Linked DNA regions of Pan troglodytes: all the other regions are linked to region 3. A link is a contact called in public HiChIP or PLAC-seq data. All regions are on one chromosome and are shown on one strand. Each heading gives the region's core, a stretch centred on a gene start, on an enhancer-like site or on the middle of the called end of the contact. The rest is flanking DNA. Distances are from core to core; before and after follow the strand shown.

Region 1 (3,880 bases), core at 66-2,565, 330 kb after region 3:
TTTCTTTTTCATAGTATTCTTGGTAAATTATGTTTCTATAGCTGATATTCTCTCATAAATTCCGGAGGTCTGTATCCAACTCCTTTTCTTTTTTAGAGACAGGGTCTTGCTTCGTTGCCCAGGTTGGTCTCAAACTCCTGGGTTCAAACGATCCTCCTGCCTCAGCCTCCTGAGTAGCTGGGATTACAAGTGAACTGCTTTTTTTTTTTTTTTTTGAGACACAGTCTCACTCTGCCACTCAGGCTGGAGTGCAGTGGCGCACGATCTCTGCTCACTGCAACCACCACCTCCCAGGTTCAAGCGATTCTCCTGCCTCAGCCTCCTGATAGCTGGAATTACAGGCACGCGCCACCACACCCAGCCAATTTTTGTGTTTTTAATAGAGACGGCGTTTCACCATGTTGGTCAGTCTGGTCTCAAACTCCTGATCTCGTGATTCGTCCGTTCGACCTCCCAAAGTGCTGGGATTACAGGCGTGAGCCACCACGCCCAGCCGTGAATTGCTTTTTTAATCACTCTACTTGGATGACACACAGGCATCTCAAAATTAATTATTTTTAATTGATAGATAATTGTACATATTTATGGGGTACATGTGATATTTGACTCATGCATACAATACGTAATGATCAAATCAGGGTATTTAGGATATCCATCTCAAAAATTTATCATTTATTTGTATTGGGAGCATTTAAATCTAGCTATTTTGAAATATACAATAAATTATTGTTAACTACAGTCACCCTACTGTGCTATCGAACACTAAAATTTATTCCTTCTATCCATGTTTGTACCCATTAACCAACCTCTCTCTATCCCCTTCCCCTCCCAGCCTCTGGTAACTGTCATTCTACTTGCCAACTGCATGAGATCAACTTTTTAGCTCCCACGTATGAGTGAGAACATGCGATATTTGTCTTTCTATGCGTGGCTTATTTCACTTTACATAATGACCTCCAGTTCCATCTGTGTTGCTGCAAATGACAGGCTGAATAGTATTCTGTTGTGTATATATGCCACATTCTTTTTATCCATTCATCTGTTGATGAAGACTTAGGTTGCTTCCATATCTTGGCTATTGCGAATAGTGCTGCAATAAACATGGGGATCCAGGCATACCTTTGACATACTGATTTCCATTCCTGGATAAATATCCAGCAGTGGGACTGCTGGATCATATGGCAGTTCTAGTTTTACTTTTTTGAGAAACCTCCATGCATTTTTCTATACTGGCTGTATAATTCAGTGTATGAGAGTTCCCTTTTCTCCATGTCCTCACCAGCATTTGTTATTTTTTGGTCTTTTTGTTAATAGTCATTCTAACTGGCAGTGTCAAATTTAACAAGTTCAAATGGGAGTTCTTGATCTCCCCCCGCTTCCAAATATATTCCCCTTACAATAGTTCCCATTTCGATAAATAGCACCTCCATGGGCCCAGTTAATAGGTTAAGCTACCAATCTCTGCTTCCACTCTTAACTCCTGTCTTCACATAGTAGCTGACATACTGCTTTAAAAGGTATCAAATCCTCCACCCCTTCGATGGCTTCCTGTTACGTACAATTTTAAAATCCTTATCATGGCCTATTAAGTGCTGCATGATCTGGCCCCTACCTACCTTTCTGACCTCACTTATACTGTTCTTCCCGTTAAAAAGCTTCAGACAAGCTAGACGTTTTCCATTTCCACAAAGAGCGATCTTTTCTCCTCCAACCCAACCCACCTGGTCCAAGAGTTTTCACAGGGCTTACCCTGCCCCTCTTCCATTTGGCTAACTCTTTATCTTACTCTGAGAGGTCTTCCTTGACTACCCTTCCTTGGTCCCTAATTTATTTAGTTTTATTTTTGAAACAAGAGTCTCGCCCTGTCACCCAGGCTGGAGTGCAGTGGCACAATCATGGCTCACTGTTAACCTCGAACTCCTGAGCTCAAGTGATCTTTCCTCCAGCCTCGGCCTCCAAAAGCGCTGGGATTACAGGCATGAACACCTGGCCCCTATTTTTAAATTACAGCTCCTTCCGTGCATTTTCTACAATTTTAAACACATATTGGCTTAAATGACACTTGATTACCGTCTACCTTCTCCACTACAGAATTAACTTCAGGAGAAGAGGAACCATATCTGCTTTGTTCACTTTTGTGCCCATAATAGTAACGGCACCAGCAGCAACAAACATACAGCATTTACTTTGTGGCAGGCATTATGCTAAGCGCCATACATACAACTAATTTAATATGTACTCCTAGTACATTGTCTGGCAGGTAGCCAATGGTCAGTTTGTTCAGTGAATGAACCCAGACCCTACATGCTCATCTACAGGGTGCCTAGCACCCCAGGAAACTGCTCCTTATACTGTTAGATAACTGGTGCTCGCAGGAATCTTATTTACACTGTATTGGCCTTAGCATGCCTCCCTGCAGTTTCCACCCACTGGTTCTATTTCTGCCCCTTCTGGGGCCACGCAACACGAGCCTGAATCGTCCTTCCGCAAGCTCGCCTTTGCAGTACCCGAAGCCCCACGCGCCCCCTCCTCGTCTGCCTTCCTCCCGCCTCCCGGTGCCCCTCCTGCAGATACAGCTTTTCTGCGCGGTGGTCGGGAAGCCCAGCCCCGGCCAGCCAGCTGCTCCCGGCATCCTTCGCCGCCTTGCGCGTCACATGACGGCGGCGGCTCCGCACGATCCCCAGGCAGCTGTCCGCCCCCGGGCGGGGCTGGCCGCACGCCGCAATCCTACCGACTGCTGCGGCTCCAGCGGGGGCGGCGGGTGGCTTCCAGGGCACCGGCGGCCGCGGCCCGGACTCCGCGGTGGGCGAGCGCCCTGTGAGGTAAGCGGCCGGTGCGCAGAGGCTGCGGGCGAACTTGGGCGGCCGGGGGAGGGGACCCGGGGCGCTTCCCCAGGCGACCGACCCAGGAGGCGCCGCTCAGTCCTGGCCGAGGCTGAGCGTCTGGTCGGGCTTCGGGCATCAGGGGTCTGGCAGGACCATGAGGCGTACCCTCAGGCCGCCCGCGGCTCCGCGGTCTCCCGGCATCCGGAGGCTCAGGCGCGCCGACGGAGAGCTGTGCCTTGGTTTACCCTCCCGTAAAACTACCGGACGCGGAGCATGAATCTCCGCGGTGCCTCCAGCCCTGAGATTTTTCGAGTGTGTAAGTAAAGTCGAAGAAGAAGAAGCTGACTCTTGGGATGGGAAGAGCCTTCACCTAGGAACGCAGCGGCAAATATGGGGCTGGGCACCCACTGTATTTTATGCAAATCTCAAGGGGCAAATATGGGGCTGGGCACCCACTGTGTATTTTATGCAAATCTCAAGCCTCTCAGACGGTTTTTTCATCTTTAAACAAAAAGTGATAACCCCTGTCCTGCCTCGCTCTTAGGACTACAGTGAAGAACAGAGGGGAAAGTCATTTGAGGAGCCAGAACTCTGGAGTCAGTTAGCTCTGGTTCAGATCACAGTTCTGCCACTTACTGGCTTTGTGACCTTCAGCCAGATTGATTCCTCATCTGTGAAAAGGAGGTAATAAGCTCATGGGTTGCTGGGAGGATTAATTGTAAAGGGTTTAGCACACAGTGTCTGGCACAAAAGCCTCAGTAGATAATGCTGTTAATATAAGCATTATTAGTAAGCTAGAGATTGCCCCACGTGAAGGGTTTTTTCAGCAGAATAATCACATTTGTTTCTATATTTTTAGTCCTGAAAACTGCCGTTTTGGTTTGTAAGACCTTTTCTTTTTCTCATTCTGGGCCCCCTTTGCCTTCTCTTTTACAATTGGCATATGAACCTGTTGTTCCTACCATATGAGTCAGGCTGGATGGGAACATCAATTTACTTGAGCAGATTGGTATCAGATTCCCTCTGAGGGGAGAGAAAAGTGCCAGGCATGTGTA
Region 2 (3,843 bases), core at 484-2,983, 420 kb after region 3:
GTGTCCCTGCAGGGGAAGCAAGACAACTTCTGGAAGAGAAGCCTCAGATGGTGCTAGCTTCTAAATGGTATGAAAAGCTCTTGGGGGAATTCTGCCACAAGACTTGAGAGAGAGGCCCTGGGCTTCTGGCACTTAAAGGTATGCAACAAAGTGATTCTGTAAGCAATCTCTCTTTGGCCTGTTCTTTGTATACTCTCAGGACCATGGCTGATTCACTCCCCAATCATAAGCAAGCTTTCCTGCTTCTCTGCATTTGTCCTCACTATCCTTTTCACTCGAAACACCAAACGTTGACTGCCAAACCCTCATTCCAGCCTTCAAGGCTCAGCTCCAACATGACCTCACCAAGGAAGGCATTCTGGCAGAGACCTCTCCTCCCACTGAGCTCACTCTGCCCTGTACTCTTCCCCACGTGGCCTCAGAGCTTTGTGTAAAAGTGTCCCTCACAGCCAGTTCTCATCTCTCTAGAGCAGAGGTTCTCAATCCAGGGAAATCCACTCTGGTGCTACTGGCATCTAATGAGTAGAGACTAGGGATGCTACCCCCACAGCAAAGAATTATTGGCCCAAAAAGTCAATAGTCCTGAGGTTGAGAAACCGTGCTCTAGAGTATGAACTCTGAGTGGGGCTAGGCCTGATTTGGCTGTTTTCCTAGAAGCTTGCAACACAGGGATGCAGAGGGGCAGGTTCCATAAATGCTTGTTGAAAGAACAAATGAATGAAAGATGGAGCCTGTCCCCACATCCCAAGCTGCTGGGCATCAGAGTTCTTCAAAGGTCCATTTGCTACTACTCCCCTTTTTCTCCCCTCACTCCCTCCCACATCCACCCACTCCCAGGGGCCTCTGAGCCCTGCAGAGTGGAGACAGCTGGCAACTGCTTCACTTACCAGGATCCGTTGATTCCTCTTCCTGGGGTTGGTGGAATCTTTGTTCTCATACAAGGTAAAGCGCATGTTGCCTGGACTCTGTAGCTTCCCGTTGGAGAACTGGACTGTAAGAGTGCAGCCCAAGAATGAGATGAGAGCAGAAGGCCACACAATGTACGGTGGGACTAGACTGTCACTGGGAGGGAGTGTCAGAATGGGGATGGCAAGGAAGCTCGGGTCGTGACCCAAAGGGAACTGGAGGAGATCCGGGGCCAGCTGAGAAGAGGAGGTAGGGAGGTGGGAGAACCCTGGGGAGGGGCTGTGACAGGAGGGAATGTCTCGCGGAAGGAGGCTGACAGCAGAGGCCTGGTACATACCTAAAGTGACAGAAGGAACCCCTGCCCAGTGAAGAGAGGGAAATGGGGGAGGTGGCAGACCTGGTGGGTGAGGGGGTCAGCAGGGTCCTGGACACAGCCCTGGGGAGCGGGTGAGTGGGATGTCCCAATCTGGCTGGGAGGTAGTGACAGAAAGACGGACAGGGGAGCCCTGACAGAGCCCAGGGGAGTGGTGGAGACTAGAGGGGTCCCGGCCCCGCTGGGGAGAAGCCCAACGGAGGGCGAGAGGACAGCTGAGGTACCGAGACGGAAGGGGAGAGGGTTAGAGGAGCACTGCTCCAGCTCCGCAGTCTTTACCCAGTACAGCTCTCTGGCTCCCGTCGGGCGCCCCACAATACTGCCACCTCGCACTCGGCAACACCTCCGCCGCCATCTCGCCTGTCTGTCCGCCAAGCACAGGAGTTAAGACAGCAGCAGCCACAAGCGCACTTTTAAACACGCGGGAGCCCAGGCCGCGCTGCGGGCCGGAAAAGGCGTGGCCCCGCCGGGCACCGCCCACAGCGCGCGAGCCGCGTGTCCCCGCCCCCCGCGTAGAGAGGCGTGGTCTCCGCCCACAAGGTGCCGCACACCCGCTTGACTGGCCGAGGCGCAGCACCTGATTGGCTCAGCGCTCGCGTGCACTCTGGGTTTTGTAGGTCCAGAGCCCGAGGCGCCAAAGGGTCCTACGGCTTCAGCCTAAGCTTGCTATGAGCCTTCTTCCGGCTCAGCACCTTCTAGAGAGAGTGTCGTCTGTCTCTCCTACCGTGACAAACTCATCTTCCCAAGAGCTGAAGGACCAAGTTCAAATTTAGAATTATCTGACAGGAACTGCTTGAGCCCCAACTAAATGTGGCCGCTGGCGAAGAGCCGCCCCTCTCTAGGGCTTCCCACCCACCCACGTGGACATCCAGCTCTAGGTACAAACTTTGTCCACAGTCCGACAAACAGCTCCCCGCCATGGGCTGTGGCGTGCACACCTGTGGCCCAATCAACCCTGAGGTGATGGAACAGAAGCCCAGCCAACCCCGGAGCCTTTGGGCAGGAGATTCTGGACTGGAATAGAAGAGGGAGTCCGAGCTGATGGACATGTCCCTTTTTCACTGCGGATTCAACCCTTCTTCTGCACGGGGAGTTTTCAGAGCAGAAAGAAGGCGAAAGCAGGGCCTTTAAGCATGGAGGCTGGCCGAGGCCCCCTTTGCCCAAAGATGCGTACTATTGAAGGGCAAGAACTCCGGTTGACTCCCCTCTGTCTTCCAAATCACCTTCTTTCAAGACTCTTTTCCTTCCACACACCCTCAACACCCGCCTCCAACACCCAGGATCCTAGGAATAACCCTAAAGCCTGCATGCCCCTTTGCCTGAGCACTTGTCACGCTTTTCTAATTGCCCAATCTCAAACGTAAAGAAACACTGCAAGAAATGTTTTTGCCCTGAACCATTTAGAGTAAGTTGTCAACCTGATACCCTTTCAACCCTGAAGACTATAGTATTTCCTACAGACATTCCCTAAATAACAACACAGCCATCAGAATCAGCAAATTGCCGGGCGCAGTGGTTCACGCCTGTAATCCCAGCACTTTGGGAGGGAGAGGCAGTTCTATCCCTTGATTCCAGGAGTTTGAGACCAGGCTGGGCAACATAACGAGACCCTGTCTCTACAAAAAATAATATTAGCCATGTGTGGTGGCGCACGTGTGTCGTCCCAGCTACTCGGGAGGCTGAGGTGGGAGGATTGCTTGAGCCTAGGAGGCAGAGGCTGCAGTGAGCTGTGATGGTGCCACTGCACTCTAGCCTGGGCGACAAAAAAAAAAAAAAAAAATTAAACAGAAAAGAATCAGGAAATTAGCACTGGTACATTACCACCATGTAATCCTCACATCCCATTTAAGTTCACCCATTGTCCCAACGTTTGTTGTTAGTTTGTTTTTTGAGACAGGGTCTCACTCTGTCACCCAGGCTGGAGTGCAGTGTTGCAACCAGGGCTCACTGCAGCCTTGACCTTCCAGGCTCAAGTGATCCTCTCACCACAACCTGGGAATACAAGTGTGTGCCACCACACTCAGTTTTGTTTTGTTTTTTCTTAATTAAAAAAATTTTTTGTAGAGACTAGGTCTCACTGTGTTGCCAGGGCTGGTCTCAGACTCCTGGGCTCAAGTGATCCTCCCACCTTGGCCTCCCAAAGTTCTGGGATTACAGGCGTGAGCCATTGCAGCTGGCCCAATCATGTTTTTATAGCAAAAATGTCCTGTCAAGAATCATGTGTTGCATTTAGCTCTCATAGCCTTTCCTCCCTTAGAAGGCTACCTTGCTTGACCCCACCTCATGATTTTGGATTGAATTGTTCAGGAAAGGAAAAGGGAAGAAGAAGAAAGAAGAAAGAAGGATGAAGAAAGAAGAGCTTAATTGTGTGATTGTCTCACCCATTGATTGTTTTCTCACTAAACTTACTTGGGGTTCACAATAAACACTTTGGAGGTTAATAAACAAATTTATGTTTGTTTTGATCACTGCTTTATCTCCAACTCCTGAACATAGTAGACCCTCAATAAATATGGAATGAATTAATGAATGACAGGGCAAAGAATGGGCCTGAATTATCACTA
Region 3 (3,480 bases), core at 601-3,100:
GAATATAGTTGGGGTTGAGGTGGACAGACTGGCAAAAGGGCCAGGACAGGACAGCCCCGTGCACCGAGTTAAGGAGTTTGGATTTACTGGGGGAACCAAGAGGGAACCATTGGAGATTTTTAAGCTGGGGGATGACATGATCACAGCTGGGTTGGAGGATATCTGGCAGCTGACCTAGTGGCTGGAGGTATGGAATGCAGGAATGGGTGGATGAGGACAGAAATGAAGGGCTAACTTTAAGATGGATCTGGTATCCAAAAATAGAGGGTTTTCATCCCCAACATTCATATGCCCAAGAAGAGCCAATGAAGGGCCTGGGGGTTTCTGACAAGGAACTAAGAGCTGGAGGGGCAGAGGACTGTGCTGTGGCCTGCAGCAGCATAAAAGAAGCAGACTGGGCTCAGCTCCAGACCTCAGTTTTCCCGTTAGCCTGGGATTTTCTGAGTCTGGTGTGCCCCAATTGTGTGTTTAATTTCAGTCTTTTCCTTCTTGTTCAGGTTTTACCGCAGGAGAATAACCTCTCCATTCTAATCTGAAATTAATTATTTATGCTTATGAACACCCTGGATGCCTGCCTGGTTTATTTATTTTTCAAATAATGCATCTGAATAGGCATTCACACAAGACAGGGCAAACATAATTTTGAGGCAAAGGCCCTTTCCAACTGTTGCCCGATTAACTGTTCTAAGCCATTGTGTAGCCTTGTCCTTATCCTGCGGAGTCCAAAATTTATCCCTCGCATACTAATTAGATGGCAGGTGTCTGTGTCTGACAGTCAAAATTCGCATTATCCAGCCCCACCACCTGACCCTTACAATCTTATCTCCTGCTGCTATGACTTTCTCCACTGGGCCAAATTCCACTCATCCATCCTCCAAGGCCCAGTTCAAACGTCTACTCTGTGAAGCCATCTCTGGTTCTCCCTCGAGGGGGGAGGTCCCCTCATGCTTCTGAATTTCCAGTCTTTTGTTGTTGTATCCTTCATCAGACGCTAAGCTCCCCAGGACCTGGCACGCAGTAGGTTCCTCAATGGAGCGTTTACTGGAATGGGGGAGGGTGGTCTCCAGCTTCCTGAGAGGCACCTAAGCACGCCAGCCAAAGTGGGGCTGGGCAGAGACCAGACCCGCTTTTGGAGTCAGTGTCTACAAAGTGCTCTCGGGGGAAGGGGGCACGCGGGGAACGTCGCCCACCCGGAGCCGATCCCCCCAAGAACGCTTCACTCGGGTGGGGTTACTGCTTGGGCTCGCCCCAAGCACAGTGCACACACTTCACACATCCGCAAGCCTCCTGAAATGCCTCTCCCCTCAGGCCGACCTTTCTGTTTCCTTCAACGCCTCCCATCTGTTGTGTGCGTTCCAGTTTCCAACTCAGAGTCAGAACCATCATTTCCAAAGACTACTGCAACAGCCCGAGGACGCATACAAGGCACGGGTTACTTTTCAGACGGAGATTTGGGGCTCAGGGTCCAGCGACTCGTCCAAGGTCACTCTCAAGAAGTATGAGGGCTATGACTTTGACCCAAGCCTTCTAACTCCCCGGGCAGCGCTCCTCCCAAGCCCCCCGCAAGCTGTCTGAGCTTCAAAGGAAAAAGTTTAAAAGTGATCCATACGTCCCAAAGCACGCACAAAGCGTTCTTCTGTAAACTGCGGCATGGGTCGCTGATAAAAGGTCCCTCTGAAGGTTTGAAGATACTCAACAAGGCTCCACAGAGGGTACTTTGGAGTTTTCCGCGAAGGCGCTCGCCCCGCAGAACCGACAAGGCCCCTAAAACCGACAATGCCCAGACGCCCGCTGCAGGCAGCACGCTAGAGAACGCGTTGGCTGTTTCTGGCACGCTGAGGCCACCGTACGGCATCAAGGGTGAAGCATGGTGGCTAGCGGAGCCCGCATCCTGACAGGTGTGCTGGCGTGGCCCTCTACCTGCCCCGCCGCGGCGGCCTGCGGCCAGGAGAAGTAGGCTGGCGACATCTGGCGGGCCGCGGACCGAGGGAGGGGAGGCGGGGCGGGGCGGTGTCTCCCTCACGTGACCCCAACAGCGCCCAGCGCGTGGCGCTGCGCCCCAACCTCGGGGTCGGTCACAGTCTGCGCCTGCGCGGCCCCGGCTCGCTAGCCGTCCTGCGGGACGCCGGCGGTGATGGGTGAGTGTGGGACGAGCGTGGGGAAGCACCGGGCTTTCTTCGCATGAGGTTGGAGGGAGGGGAAACGCGCTGAAGGGCCCGCTGGGGCAGGCTGCCGCCCTGGGGGCCCATCCCTGTCTTCTGCGCGCTCCGGCTGCCCTGGCCCGGCCCCTGCGGGCCCCACCCAGGCGGCGCGGGCGGAATCAGTTCTGAGCCTCCTCGGCTCCCGGCTCCCCCGCCTGCCGCGGGTGTTTGTCCGGCTGCTGGGCGACCTTTCCCGCGAAGGCGCTGTCCCTTCATTCGGGCGCGCCCTGGGCTGGGGAGGCACCTCCCTGGTGTACAGGAACCGCAGGGGCGGGGAGGAGCCGGGAGCTGCCTGCGCCCGGGGGACAGCGGGGATGGCACCGCGCAAGGGCCTCTGCGTCCCGGGAGACTGGGATTTCGGCCTCACCTCGGGACCCCTGACTGTGAAGTGTCAGAGACGGAAGAGGACTTAGTGATCTTGTCCAACCCCCTCCCCGCCTTTCACAGGTTGGGGAAATGGACGCCTGGAGAACGGTGAGTTCAGCTACATAGCCTGGCAGTGCTTGTTCTGCGACAGCATATTGCATCGCGTTGTAGGAAGCTCACTTGTACAAGGATTTTCGGGGACGATGGTGTTGGTGGTGTTAGTCTCCATCCGTTATCTGGTGTTCAGTTTAGCTAGATGGAGTATGTCAGCACCTCAACTTTCTGCAAAACCTTTGTTTTGCACCTCACAGCTCTACCTAGCTGATCTGAATTCCCACCTTCTGTTTCTCTCTACTTGTAATCTCTGAAACAGAAGCCCTTGAAATGTATAGTGACCTTGCCATTTTGAGCCGCCTCTGCCCGTGCTTTGAAAGGATTCCATAGGATCAAAAGGTGCTAGGACTCTTGAGGTCCCATAGTGGTTTAGAGCACAGGTTTCCGCTTTGGAACTGGAATCACCCTTAGCGCATCTCAGGGGAAAACAAGCTAGGAGTTGACTCATCTGATCTCTCGTTTGGTAAATGAAAGCAAACTCAGATCAGTGGATTTTAAAATCAGATATTGCTTTGTCTTTATATTGGCAAGCTAGTGTCGTAACTAGGACTAGACCCAGGCTGATCTTGTTCTGAATGCTGACTCAGACCTGCTGACTAGTGGAAATTCACATCCTTTGAGAATTGGAGTTACCCTCTCCCCAGTTTTTGCAGAGACCTTTGTGCTAGGATCATATCTGTATCATGCTGATCCATGTAGGCTGTAAATTATAATAAGGTTTTAGACTTTACACTGTTTTCTTAGTCACAGAAGCTTGACACTTGTAGTTGCTTGAAAATCAAGTTCATTAACTGCTCCC

The links. HiChIP or PLAC-seq counts read pairs in DNA pulled down with a chosen protein or histone mark.
Region 1: an H3K4me3 HiChIP or PLAC-seq map of stem cell-derived excitatory neurons shows a contact between it and region 3, with 11 times the contacts expected there. The contact joins the promoter of FBXO10 here to the promoter of SLC25A51 in region 3. A contact is called at or near these places in 1 of 7 Hi-C or Micro-C datasets (stem cell-derived neural progenitor cells) and 1 of 1 datasets of contacts at active chromatin or transcription factors (stem cell-derived excitatory neurons).
Region 2: a contact with region 3 is called in an H3K4me3 HiChIP or PLAC-seq map of stem cell-derived excitatory neurons, with 5 times the contacts expected there. The contact joins the promoter of POLR1E here to the promoter of SLC25A51 in region 3. A contact is called at or near these places in 1 of 7 Hi-C or Micro-C datasets (stem cell-derived neural progenitor cells) and 1 of 1 datasets of contacts at active chromatin or transcription factors (stem cell-derived excitatory neurons).

What each region holds. Positions count from the first base shown.
Region 1 is chr11:78,405,616-78,409,495 of NHGRI_mPanTro3-v2.0_pri, forward strand. FBXO10 (F-box protein 10) reads left to right here and starts at 1,316. Exons shown (of 10, transcript XM_016960890.4): 1 at 1,316-2,822. The coding sequence starts at 2,406.
Region 2 is chr11:78,496,602-78,500,444 of NHGRI_mPanTro3-v2.0_pri, forward strand. POLR1E (RNA polymerase I subunit E) reads right to left here and starts at 1,734. Exons shown (of 12, transcript NM_001279994.1): 1 at 1,559-1,734; 2 at 888-991. The coding sequence starts at 1,634.
Region 3 is chr11:78,074,852-78,078,331 of NHGRI_mPanTro3-v2.0_pri, forward strand. It overlaps SLC25A51 (solute carrier family 25 member 51), which reads left to right and starts at 1,851. Exons shown (of 3, transcript XM_063788553.1): 1 at 1,851-2,675.